Regions from separate parts of the Sus scrofa genome. Here region 2 is linked to region 1. A link is a contact called in public Hi-C data. All regions are on one chromosome and are shown on one strand. Each heading gives the region's core, a stretch centred on a gene start, on an enhancer-like site or on the middle of the called end of the contact. The rest is flanking DNA. Distances are from core to core; before and after follow the strand shown.

What was found. A called contact is a pair of places that touch in the nucleus more often than the background predicts.
Region 2: a Hi-C map of embryonic fibroblasts shows a contact between it and region 1, with 2.6 times the contacts expected there. The contact joins two enhancer-like sites. A contact is called at or near these places in 3 of 47 Hi-C or Micro-C datasets (embryonic fibroblasts, fetal skeletal muscle and skeletal muscle) and 1 of 2 datasets of contacts at active chromatin or transcription factors (skeletal muscle).

Annotation. Positions count from the first base shown.
Region 1 is chr17:52,773,887-52,780,061 of Sscrofa11.1, forward strand. All of the region lies in intron 9 of NFATC2 (nuclear factor of activated T-cells 2), which reads right to left. Among named protein-coding and RNA genes, the nearest start is that of NFATC2, 110 kb to the right of the region's middle. Within about 2 kb of position 3,780, at least 6 of the 83 cell types and tissues checked have an H3K27ac peak or open chromatin away from gene starts, as enhancers often do. A contact at or near this core is called in embryonic fibroblasts, where this site is marked.
Region 2 is chr17:52,931,981-52,938,066 of Sscrofa11.1, forward strand. It overlaps ATP9A (ATPase phospholipid transporting 9A (putative)), which reads right to left. Exons shown (of 28, transcript NM_001114672.1): 28 at 4,189-6,086. Among named protein-coding and RNA genes, the nearest start is that of NFATC2, 45 kb to the left of the region's middle. Within about 2 kb of position 2,996, at least 30 of the 83 cell types and tissues checked have an H3K27ac peak or open chromatin away from gene starts, as enhancers often do. A contact at or near this core is called in embryonic fibroblasts, where this site is marked.

The sequences.
Region 1 (6,175 bases), core at 2,530-5,029:
TAAGAGAGAAAGAGCCTAGTCTTTGCACCATGGAACCAGGATACCAGCCCTGGAATGCTTATACCTGTGCTGTTACATGAGAAAAAAGATCATCTATTTGGTTTAAGCTACTGTACTTTGGGTTTCAGTTATAGAAGCCTTTTACATTCTCATCGATATCTAACTTCCTCCTGCCATGCAAACTACCCTTAAACCACATTTTGGAGTGCCTGCGGTGGTGCAGCAGGTTAAGCATCCAGCACCGTCCCTGCAGCAGGTTGGGTTGCTGCTGTGGCATGGGTTTGATCGCTGGCCAGGGAACTTCCACATGCCATGGGTGTGGCCAAAAAAACAATATTAAAAAAATATTTTAAAACCACACTTAAAGACCCCTTAATGCTGCAAGAAATTTCTGAGCCAGCTGGCACTCGAGTTACTTTATGATTTCCCCTCGACACATGTAAGGAAGAGAACCCTTAGTGTACACAAGACTCTTCCCTTCCTGACGCCTCAGAATATCTGAGCACGTTGCTAAGCCAGAGGGGGGAGAGGGGAGGAAGTTACATTATTGAGATCCACCAAATGGTAAGGACAAAGGGACAAGCAAAAAAGCCCATTAAAATCTTAAAACATCAATTATGCTTAAATTTATGAGCTCATGATGATACCAAAAAAACACAACAGCAACAATCCTTAATTGATCAGCATTGGAGGATGTTAATGAACCAACCCATTATTTTAAAAACTGGTAAATACAGGGAAAGAATCGAGCATTCATCCCGCTTTTCCTATATGAATTCTACCATTGTTGATGAAGGCAAGTTTCTCTTTACAGAAGTTTTCCAGTGAACAGAAGAGGAAGGGAAGACGGACTTGGAACAGAATAGCGCCATTTTGCAATTCACACACCACTGAATTCATGGAGTTTGGCATCGACTATCAGCAGCTGCTAATGTCACCAGGAGGAGGGCAACCTGAGGGCATGTGCTTCCTGACCGAAAGATGCGCCAGCACCTGAGAAGCAGCTGCACCCCAATGAAACCTGAATCAATGCGATCACTAGAAACAACTGGGCATTAACCGGAAATAGGGATGACAGAGGAACAGGCTAAAGCTCACCATGAGGACGTAACTGGTAAAAGCCCGACTGTGAGAGGTTTTACAGGGTGAACAACCTGGTCTTTTTCAACCAAAAAAATTGCAAAATAATAATAATAATAAAACCAAAAAGGGGCTCTCTTATTTAATTGAGAGGGAAACCTCTAGATGACAGCAGTCTTAGAAACCAGGCATCCAAAAGCATTGTGCGCGTCTGGTCTGAATCCTGACTCAAACTATAAAATGATAAAAAAAATAATAATAATAACAAAGAAGAAAAAACCTTGTGATCTATATGAGACAACTGGAAATTTCAACACCAGATATTTCATTGGTTTTGGTTTTTGTTTTTTGGCTTTTTAGGGCCTCACTTGTAGCATACAGAGGTTCCCAGGCTAGGGAATGAATGGGAGCTGCAGCTGCAGGCCTACACCACAGCCACAGCCACAGGGGCTCTGAGCCTCCTCTGTGACCTACACCACAGCTCACGGCAATGCAGATCCTTAACCCACTGAGCGAGGCCAGGGATCGAACCCATGTCCTCATGGATACTAGCTGGGTTCGTTACTGCTAAACCACAAATGGGAACTCTGAAATTTCATGACTTTAAGGAATTTTCATTAAGTTTCATGCTGTTAATGGCATTACAAGTATTTTCAGAATCCTTTCCTTTTAGAGATATATACTGAATGAATATTTACACACAAAATTATATGGTTTTGGTATCTAGGGTTTGGGATGTGCAGGATTTGCTTCAGACTATTATTGTGAAATGGACGTGGTTGAAGATGAAGGCACAGAAGAAACCAAATTGGCTGGGAATTGACCACAATTGAAGCTGAATGGTGGCTAAGGGGGTACCTTGTGTTAATTTATGTATATTTATAACATTTCATCAAAAAAAAAGATGTTTTTAAATCTTGCCCCCAGCCACAAGGAGTGGAAGGGAGCTAACACCTTCCAAGTCCCCACTGTGCACCAAGGGCTGGGCTAGGCGGCCACAGATGTGAGTGATGTCACTTTCAGAAGAGTGATAACAATTGCAGGGGCCAAACAGGGGTGGATAGAAATTGCCTGAGTGAGGCCAGCCAAGTGGAAGAGGAGCAGTGACACCGGCATGCTGGTAAATACTGACGGACACGGCTTCCATCTTCAGGACACAAGAGGGAGTGCGGGGGGCTCCGGGCAAGGACATGCTCTGTCTAAAGGAGGCGATCTCTGCTCCCGGCCAGCTTTGACTTTGACTCCAGGTAGCCGCCGTGCAGAATGTGGGGCCCAGGGTGGCCAAATCCTCGGATTTTCCAAGGAAAGCCGGAAATCTGCATTTTTACGTGCAATCTCCTGGTTTTTAAGTGTTGGCATCTAATCCAAATATTTTTTTAAATACTGTGTGGGCCAAACAAAATATCTGCAGGCGAAATGCAGCCCACGGAACACCAGTTGGCCGCCCCGGTTCCCAGTCCCGGAGCAGACCACAACTCAATCCATCTGTAAGAAGTGGGAAGGGTGCATTAATCAACTCTGGGTCCCTTCTTTTTTTAGGCTTCCAATAAATCTGAGAATTCAAAAGACACCATCATCTTCCAGAAATCTATAAGCGACGGCTGTGGAACATTTCAAAGGCGTTCCCCACGTCGTCAGCTCCTACAACAGAACCTCCACTCTGTCCAGCGTTTTGGAAACTGACAACCAGGGAGTGGCCTTTCAGCTTGCCCGGGATGGTGGAACTAACAGGCTTCAGATGAAACCCATTTGTTGGTTTGCTGGATGCCTGGGACTTGGGTCCAAACCACTTGCAACAGGCCATCCCATCATAAAATCGAGCTGGGGTGCTCAGCGCTCATTATAAAATGACCACGGAGCACTCTGCTCCACTTGCCCGGCCAGAGATCTGATACCATGGCAGGTGAAAGGGATGAGGTGACTGAAAGTGGCAGGACTGGCTGCCAGGGACCTGAACAGACTCCCTCTTCACACTCAACCCCCGGTGTGCCTTTGACTTCACCTTGACCTCCTGGATGGGCAAAACAGGCCCTGCCCTGCCTTTATAGTCACGGGCTCAGCTAACCGATCCCAGGGTCAATAACAAATTAAAGAGGTGTCAGGAATGCAGTGGAGACGAGCCAGAGAAATGGTTTCATCATTTCCCAAGAACAAAGCTCCCCCCCAACGCTTTTTTTTTTTTTTTTTTTGAAAGGATGGAAAGAAAGAGAAAATGGTGCTAAAATAAAGTTAAATAGGTCCAGGACCAGAAAAGAGTCCTGAACCATACTCGAGGGCAACAAAAGACCAAATGCACCCAAATTTCAACTCTGCAGAATGGAATAAACCCAAGCTATTTCGTTACAGAAAGGTGGTTTTCTAATGAGAAAAATTAACTTTACTATTGATGTGAAATGGGCTTACTGATGCAGGAGAAGGTAGGGAGTACAGAGAAAAAAATCTGGTATTAAGATTTGATGAACTGCCCATCTCCCCACCCCCCATCTAAGTCACAGCTTCAACTAACTCAATTGCTTTTCAAGTTCTAACTGTTCTAGAAGGAACCACATTACAGCTCGAGCTGGCGTTGGGGAGTTATGTATTTTTTAACACACAAAATCACAGGCCCATTACAAGGACAGACCTGCATGGCATGAAGTTCAAAATAGTCACTGAGTCACTGCATCATTCTGAAACAGGCCACCTCTCAGGCATGTCCAGCTCATCCGCTAAGGCAGGAAGGACGCCCGGCACTTCTGCAGGCTGTGCCAGTAAGAGTCAAAGTCTAGAAGGGCCTTGGGGGGGAAAAGGCCTGGATGCTGGCCTTCTTGTACGTTTTGCTTCCTTCCCAAGGACAGTCACTTGTTTCCACCAGAGAAGAGCCTCATTCTGGAAGTGGAAATTAGACACAACCCCGATGACTCAGAATAGTTAAAAGCACGGGCTCTGACAGTGGGGCCATCGGATGACACCAAAGGATGTCTCCTTTGTCCTCTTTCTTGGGCCCTGTCTGCTCTTTGTGGGTCAGCTGCGGCTCTGGAATGCAGGCTGAGTGGACAGCAAGTCTGAGAACCGACTTTCTTGTGGTTTGGTAGCTTCTGACCTCGAAATGCAAGAGCACATTCCTTCGGAAACATCTGCTTTGCAGAATTTCGAAAAGATGCCTGAGCCTCTCCGGGTGTGGAGTCAGCTGGAAGGTGGCTCTTTGTACTGATGTAGGCCAGCAATGCTGAGCACACGTGATTGGGAATGAAAGGACATCAAAGCGGATGCCCAGCTATAAATCTGGGGTTCTGAGAAGGTAGGGAACCATCAGGAGGGGCAAAACAAAGATGCCCTTAGGGACAGAGAACTTCCTGAGGTTTTCTCCCCAGGAGGAGGCACCCAGACCTGCCACTGGCTCGGTGAAGTCTTCAACCAGGAGCTCTCGCAAATCTTGTGGGCTTGTGTCTAGGCAAGCCGTTTTCTGGGCTTTGGCATCTTCCTGTGAGACATCTAAACAGCCTTGGCTGAATTAACAAGTAGGAGCCCAGCAGGGGGACAAGGACCCAGACTAAGGGGCAGCCTCAGGACTCGTCTCCGAAGGCCAGCTCTGCCCCTACTACCTGTAGGCTGTCTTAGTCTAGTCAGGCTGCTGTAACAAAAAAAAGCCACTGGGTGGCTTATCAACAACAAACATTCATTTCTCACGGGCCTGGGAGCAGAGACGTCCAAGATCAAAGTGCCAGCAGCCAGGGGCTGCTTCCTCAGACGGCTGCCTTCGCATGAGAACCCCGCATGGTGAAAGGGAGCTCTGTGCGGTCTCTTTTCTAAGGGCGCTAATCCCCTTCAAGTCGCTTCACCCTGAGGACACAAGCACTCCCCCAAAAGGCCCCACTTCCTAATACCAGCACAGTCAGGGGGTTAGGCTTCAACACATAAATTGCAAGAAACACAGACACTGAGACTCTAGCAAGGGCCCCAAATTGACGACAATGATACTGCTGGTGGCCGATGGCAGAAGAGTATAGGAGCAACTACTGAGCACTCGCCATTCTCGCCAGGGAGGCTCCCATTTCCATGCACGCAAAAACCCTCACAGTTGGAAGCCATTATCATAAGTGACTTGCCTGAGGCCCCAAAAGAGTGAAGTGGGGAGGCCGGACTGAAAGCCAGGCAGGACAACTCCAGAAACGCTACACCCAAAGGCCCCCGAATGCAGGCTGGACCCTCAGACCAGACATCGCATTCCTGGGAAGTGGCCCCTGACATGCCCGTCCATCCACTGAGTGACACGTGTGTCCGAGCTGCCGGTGAGAGGACTTGGCCATCCACGGGGGACCTGTGGGTACACTCTGCTACCTTTCGTAGAATAAAGGGGGGACGTAAGACAGTATATTGACATATGCTCACGATTCCATACAGAAACTGCTACACGCTTCCCAGTGGGGAAGACACCACGCCCAAGAGGGTGGTAAATGAAAAACCTTACACATGACAATGGTCTGTGGCCCTGCAAAGCCTCCCAGTCCAAAAAGAGGTATCTCGTCCAGCTTCGGGCCTAGCAGTTCAGGAGGGTGGGAGTTAGGAAAAACTGCCTAAAAAAGGAGCCTGAGTGGAAAAGGTGGCAACAGTGATAAAAAGATGGAGAAATACTGCTCTAGAAAGTTAGGGAAAACTAGTATCGGGGAGCAGGGCTGCGATGGAGTAAGTCCTTGCTGGATATGTTTTTAATGTTGTTTTGTTTTGTTGAGCGTGTGAATGTATCACGTACATAAAATACAGATCTTTTTAGATGAACTTTTACAAGAATGCTGACCAAAGCCCTCGGCAGGGGCCTTGACTCTTGTCTGTGCCCACTAGAGACAGCCGTGTGAATTAAACTTGGCATTGGAGGTTTCAGGTGCCCGGCCCAGCCCCACATCCTGACACCGGAATCAGGCTTTCCGTGGCGCCAGAGGCCAGGTGACCATTTTGCTTGGTTGTCATCAGAGTAAGAGTCCCCTGGATTTTACTCTCCACCAGCGCCACCGCCCCCAGGGAGCAGCCGGGAGGCCCAGCCCACACGGGGCCACCATGGCAGCCGGGCACTCGGCCATGCTTGGCAGCAGTCTGGCTGTCTGTGGGCTTTTTGCAC
Region 2 (6,086 bases), core at 1,746-4,245, 160 kb after region 1:
CCCCGTATCATTCTGCAGGTGTGGGAAATGGTTCTCAAGCCTCTCTTGATTTCAGCGGGGTCCATGGCACGTTGCCCTTGGCTGCCTAGCCCTCCCCCCACCCCGCCCAATTCCAGCCCATCCCCTAAAATGTCAGGGCATCCATTTCCACTCCCACCCACCCTTAGCCCCAGAGGAAAGTCAGGGCTTTCTCGCGGTGTCTCCTTCAAGCTGAAGCCATTTTAGAGCAACCGTCTCCACGTTTGCATGAGGCAGCCTGGCTAGCAGATTTTTTTCTGGCCTGGTTTTCTCTAATTCTGGTGGTGATGCGCTGCCTAATAAAATTATGCTAAGTTATGTGCATAGAGAGTAGCATCTTGCAATCTAATTACTGGCCATGGCTTTGAAGAATTCCTGTGCAATTTCCAGGGTAATCAACTCACCTCTTTCTTCGGGTCTGATTTAGTCACGTGGGCCACTTGGAGTCCCCACCCCCCAGCCCCACTAGAATCAGCAGGGTTCTGGATGTCGTTAACTCCTCCAATTGCCTTTTTAAAAATCTGTTTCACATAAAAGGACAAATGAGAATGAATATTTGCCCATCTTTAAGACACTAACTACATTCTTTTCCACAGCCTGTTCTCGTTACTATTTCTTTCTTCAGGAGGAATTTGAACACAGCCTGGGCTCCCGCACGCAGTTCATGACTGCAAAGGGCTTCCTCTTCAAAATCAGACCCAAGGGCACACATTCTGGAAATGTGGCGGCTTCGAAGACCATGACCCAGTTAATTTTTCTCTACCTGTTCTCCCTCCAGACTCACCTTCTAAGTCTGCTTTCCAGGACTCGCCCAGAACAATCACCTCCGCCCGCTGTACCCCAGGCAGGGCTGAACAGAGATCCCTCGAAGGATTTGCTGGAAAAGCAAGAAACTTCATCCGAGGACCAGCTTCTCCTCCCCTTTACTTAACAGTTAGCATCACTGATGCTAATAAAGCCATGCAGAAATACTGGGCATGGGAGTGGGCTGAGTCCAGTGGGAGGGGTCTCACCCGAGCCCCCTTGGAACAGAGAGGTGGAAACCAAGACAGGCAGGGATGGGTCAATGAGTAGCAGGGAGGGAGCAAAACAGGTCCCCTCGGACATAGTGCAGGGACGGGGGCCAACTTTAATAATGGCTGCTTGGTTCTCATACAGCACTCAGGCTGAACGCCATGGACTGCGACCAACGCCCCCGTCTCCTCCGTGCCCCGCCTTGGTCTCAGCACTCCAGCCACATGCCCTCCTTTCTGCTCCTCCAACATGCCCAGCCTTTCTGACCCCAGGGCCTTTGCATACTCTGCGGCCTGAACACCACTTCCCCCAGAGCTTCCCACAACTCCCTTCCGCTCACCCTTCAGGCTTCCGATCCAGTGGTCCATCTCTAAGGGCCCTTCTCTGACCTCCATCACTTTCTCTACCCTCACTTCCGCCAGATCTTCACTCTCTGCCTACTCCTCGCCCTGCTTTCTTCAAAGGCTATCAGAGTCTAAATCTGTATGTCCAAGGTCTCTTACAAGAGGATAATCACCACGAGGGCAGAGCCTGTCCACCTTATTCTCCACTGTGCCTCTAGCCCAAAGAGCAGTCCCCAGCACATAGTAGGTGCTCAGTAAATATTTAGTGAATGAACGAATAAAAACATCAGCATAGTCTGATCACATGATTCTGATCCCTCTCTTGGAGTCTGCAATCCTTCTTGAAGGAAATTTTTGAAAAAATATACTTCTGGGTTTCTCAGGACCCAGTAAAAGAAAAAAAAAAGTTATCTTAAATCTCTTGAAAATGAGCAGCAGAAGCTTGGAACACCAAGTCCTCAGTGTCAGCAAACAGTATCTGCAGGCTGAGTTCTAAGAAATGAGACCTGGCTGGTCATGGAGCACAGGCGGTGGGGCTGGTGACTTCGCATACGAGTCAGTTACCCCAAATGGTAAGGGAAACCCATTTCCAAATCAAAACCTCAGTGTGGAAAGCAGAGGGCGGCTTTGCTTTGGCACTCCTACAAGGAGGCAGGCTTTCTGAAAAGATGCTCCGTTGTAGATAGCTCATCCACAAAAGGGGGAGCAGGAGGGAAGGGGAGAAACCCCAGGATCGGGCGTGCTTCCCTAAGGCTTCAGATGAAAACCGACCCGGGAGTGCGTGATCCTCCAAAAATCCACCAGCCCCCAAAGTACTTAAGTTACCCCTCCGACCACAGCCACATGGAGGATGAAATTAAACCCCACGGAAAGATTTGACTTTTTTTTTTTTTTTTTAACATTATGCAATGTTTGGGTGAAAAAAGGGGGGGATATCAGAAGAAAAAAAAACTCATCTTTTTCCCAGAGTTTAGCAAAGCTATTTCTAGCTTTTAAGGATAAATTTCACCATCACTTCATGGGTAGTTCTGAGAGGCGCGAAGGCGGGACTGTTCTGTTATGTAACACATTTCAAGTAGGAAACTAGCAAGTCCTGAATGAATTCTGTTACTGTGCTCCGACTTGTGGAAAGTTTGGAGCGGCTACAGTTCTATTTTGAGGTGAGCAAATCCATCATTTACAGATCTCCTCACAAATACCGCAGAGCTTCATGTCACCCTGCAAAGTTTCATAACAAAAACAGTTAAAGTACTTGGGGTGTTAGAACATTTCGTCTCCAAACCTTATTAGCCTGGACAGCGAGGAGGGCAAGCCTCCCTGGTTGCCAATTATTCAAAAATGCAAATATCTGAGATCAAATAAATATTCATCTCACCCCCACCCCCATCCTGCTCAGTTTGTGTTGTTGGTTTTTTTTTTTTTTTTTTTTCAAGTTTAGTCCAGCAAAATAGTCTGGTCAACAACATAAAAAGAAATGCCTGTTTTCAACGGAGCCGCTGGCCATGAAATAAATTCTGAAGCTATGAAAGGAGCATCTTGACGCAGAACAGTCGGGCCTGCTGGGCCGGCCGGGTGATGAAAACAGGAAGCAGAAGCATCTCTCGGTCCTCAAGTTCCCCCTAGTGGCTCCACTGGAGGAGGGTCGGCGCGGGCATGGAATTTCACAGCAGGCCAGGGCTGTCTGAAGACTCCACCTTCACGGCACAGGAAAAGTACTGTCCCGCTGCTCCTGAGCGCATGCGTCCCCCGAGGGCCCAGGGAGCCCCCGCGGACGGAGGCACAGCTCGTGTACAAACCCCCTTCTAACCCTTAAGCTGAGAAGGGCCCTTGCAGCTGAGAGCCAGGGAGCGGAGAGCAGCGGCCCACTGCGCCCAGAGCTGCAAATGCAAACGCCGGGCCAGGTGGATGCGGCACTGGCTTCTTGAGGCAGGAGTTTCCACGGCCGGGCCCGTTTGGAAGTGAGGACAGCGGCTTACAAACGGCAGAACGCACACGTGCCGACTACACGCGGCTTCCTCAACCTCGGCACTTTTGCTGTTGGGCGGGTGATCCATCCTCTGCTGTGGGGCAGTCCTATGCACCCACGAGCAGTGTCCCAGCATTGTCCTCGTTAGACGTCAGCGGAGCACCACCCCCCACGCGGTGACAACCAGAAATGACGTCAGACATGACCCCATGTCCCCGGCGGGACAAAATCACCCCTGGTTGAGGATCACTGAATTAAACGACCAGAACACGATGTCCTTTGCAGCCTACATAACAGCTTAAAATCCACTTCTCCCTAAAACTTAAGCGACCGGGTTCCTAAATCTTCCATCACTCGGTGGGAAAATAAAGAGGGGTCTGCTCAATACTCTGTGGTGACCTAAATGGGAAAGGAATCTGAAGAGGAACAGACACACAGCTGATCCACTCTGCTGCACACCTGGAACTAAGACAACATTTTTAAGTCAACTGCACTCCAATTAAATTTTTAAAAAATAAAAAAAAATTTGAAAAGAGGATCCAAAGCAATCAAGGACTGTGTGCATAAATAAAATATGAATCATAAAATATGTTTGTCTTTTTTCTATTTATACAGATCATGTTTTGAAATTCTGACACGTCTGGAATAGACAACAGCACAGAATAATAAATAATGCATGGGTTTGGGGGTTTTGTTTTGCTGAAATTAAAACACTTTAACTGGAGAAAAAGCTATTTACAGTTTACGTACCATGAGATACACACAAAACAGGAGCACTGTAAGAAAAAGCCCTCATTTTGACACCAGAATTTCATGTTTCTGCACAAATTAAAATGATCCCCCAAGGCAGAAAGTACACAAGCTTTATTGGGCAACAGCGACAAGCCACGCTGGCAGACAATGAAAGTTGAACCGCTCAAATCACGCAGGATCACGTGTCATCACAGGATCAAGAATTTAAATCATCTGGGAGTTCCTGCTACATTCAAGCTCTGTACCAGAGCTTCCCTCTAATCAAAAAGTGCTGTCCTGGTGAACACTTGCCATGAGGATCACAGATAACCTATTACTGAGGACGTCAAGGAGACCTCGAGAAGTTCACGGTCCCCCCCACGCCAACGAGATAACACAGGAGCCGCAAGCTGGGGGACAAATGCCACGCTCCCCACCTGCCCCCCACAAATACAATATTCAGGGACACTGCCCAGTGACACCAAGAGACAGTGTCTCCAGCCACACAGCCTTGGGGAAGACAGAGCCACGGGGATGACGAGCTCCATGAGACGGTGCCGCACGGCTCCAAATACGAGCAGGGCTGCTCACGTGTGTCTCGGTTCCGCCGCAAAGCACAAAGTACGTTTTTTTTCCAAGATGGAATGGACAGAGTAAATGGAAATCTTTCCTAAGAAGTATATATCAACAACTGCAAGAAAGTTTTACATTAAGAGAAAGGGAGACGGAAAAAAAGCTGTAAAGCTCCTTGTATATTTCTTAATGAGAACAAAGCCAAGAGGGACGGGACTTTAATGCAATAAAACCAAGAAAGTCTTCAAAACACTTGAGGTGACCTCAAACACACGTACACACGTTTCGAACACACAAAAAAGGTCAAGGATACAAACGGTTGATGGCTGTGACCTCAAGTCGGACGGGGCACAAGAACGTGTAGGTCCATCTGCAGTTTCGGCAGAGGTTTAAAATGCTGCCCCATGAAGGCGTGACCGCGTTCCCAACCCCACCCCAATAAAAGCAAAAGAGAGTATAAAAGCAAAGGTCTGGAGGAAGAAAAACAGGCACAATCGTGTCAATTTCCAATGAGCACAAAAGCCAAAATACACTCAAAAATATTGTCAGTATAACCCAAACTTTCAGCAGAAAACATGGAGGAATGGGTAATCAGACGCTGATCTTTAAGATCACGGCTACGAAAAAGGGTTTCACTTAAAGGAATCGAGTCTGGGATCTGGATATAATAAAGCTAAAAGTGGGAGGAATCCTGCTCCGGGCCTCCCAGCTGCAGGTGGCTATACACAGATGGTTTGTTCCAATGCCCAGCTGGGCCCCAGAGGCTCTTCACCGCACTGGAGTGAAGTCCTTTGCCCCAAGCAGCCCGAGTCAGTGCCATCCAGTCGCATCAAGCACCAATGACAACACACTCAAATGCACGTGCCCGTTCGCAAAATTAGACGGGCAGAAAGAAGAAATCCCTCAAGATGGAGAGGCTTGGAAATTCCCACTGTGGCTCAGTGGGTTAAGAACCCACCATAGTATCCATGAGGATGCAGGTTCGATCCCTGGCCTTGCTCAGTGGGTTAAGGATCTGGCATTGCGGCAAGCTGCAGTGTAGGTGGCAGATGAGGCTCGGCCCCCGAGTGGCTGTGGTGTAGCCTGGCCATTGCAGCTCTGATTCGACCCCTAGCCTGGGAACTTCCATAGGCCACAGGTGCGGCCATAAAGACGGGGGGGGGGGGGAGATGGAGAAGACGGTCTGGTCATTTTCCCAAAAGAAGGGAGGTGGGTAGGAAGGAGAAAGAGATGCCAAACGGATCCCTCGCTTTCCCACGCACACAACCTCATCCAAAACCATAAGAAGAATAACCGTAAAATAATAAAAGTCAGCTATTTTGACAGAAAACACCTAGTATGGTTGAAGGGCAGGGGGAGTGGTCATTTTTTCTTTGAGGAAAAGTATTTAAACCGCGCTGTGTGCCCGGGGGCCTCTGGCCTCACATTAAACTGGCTGT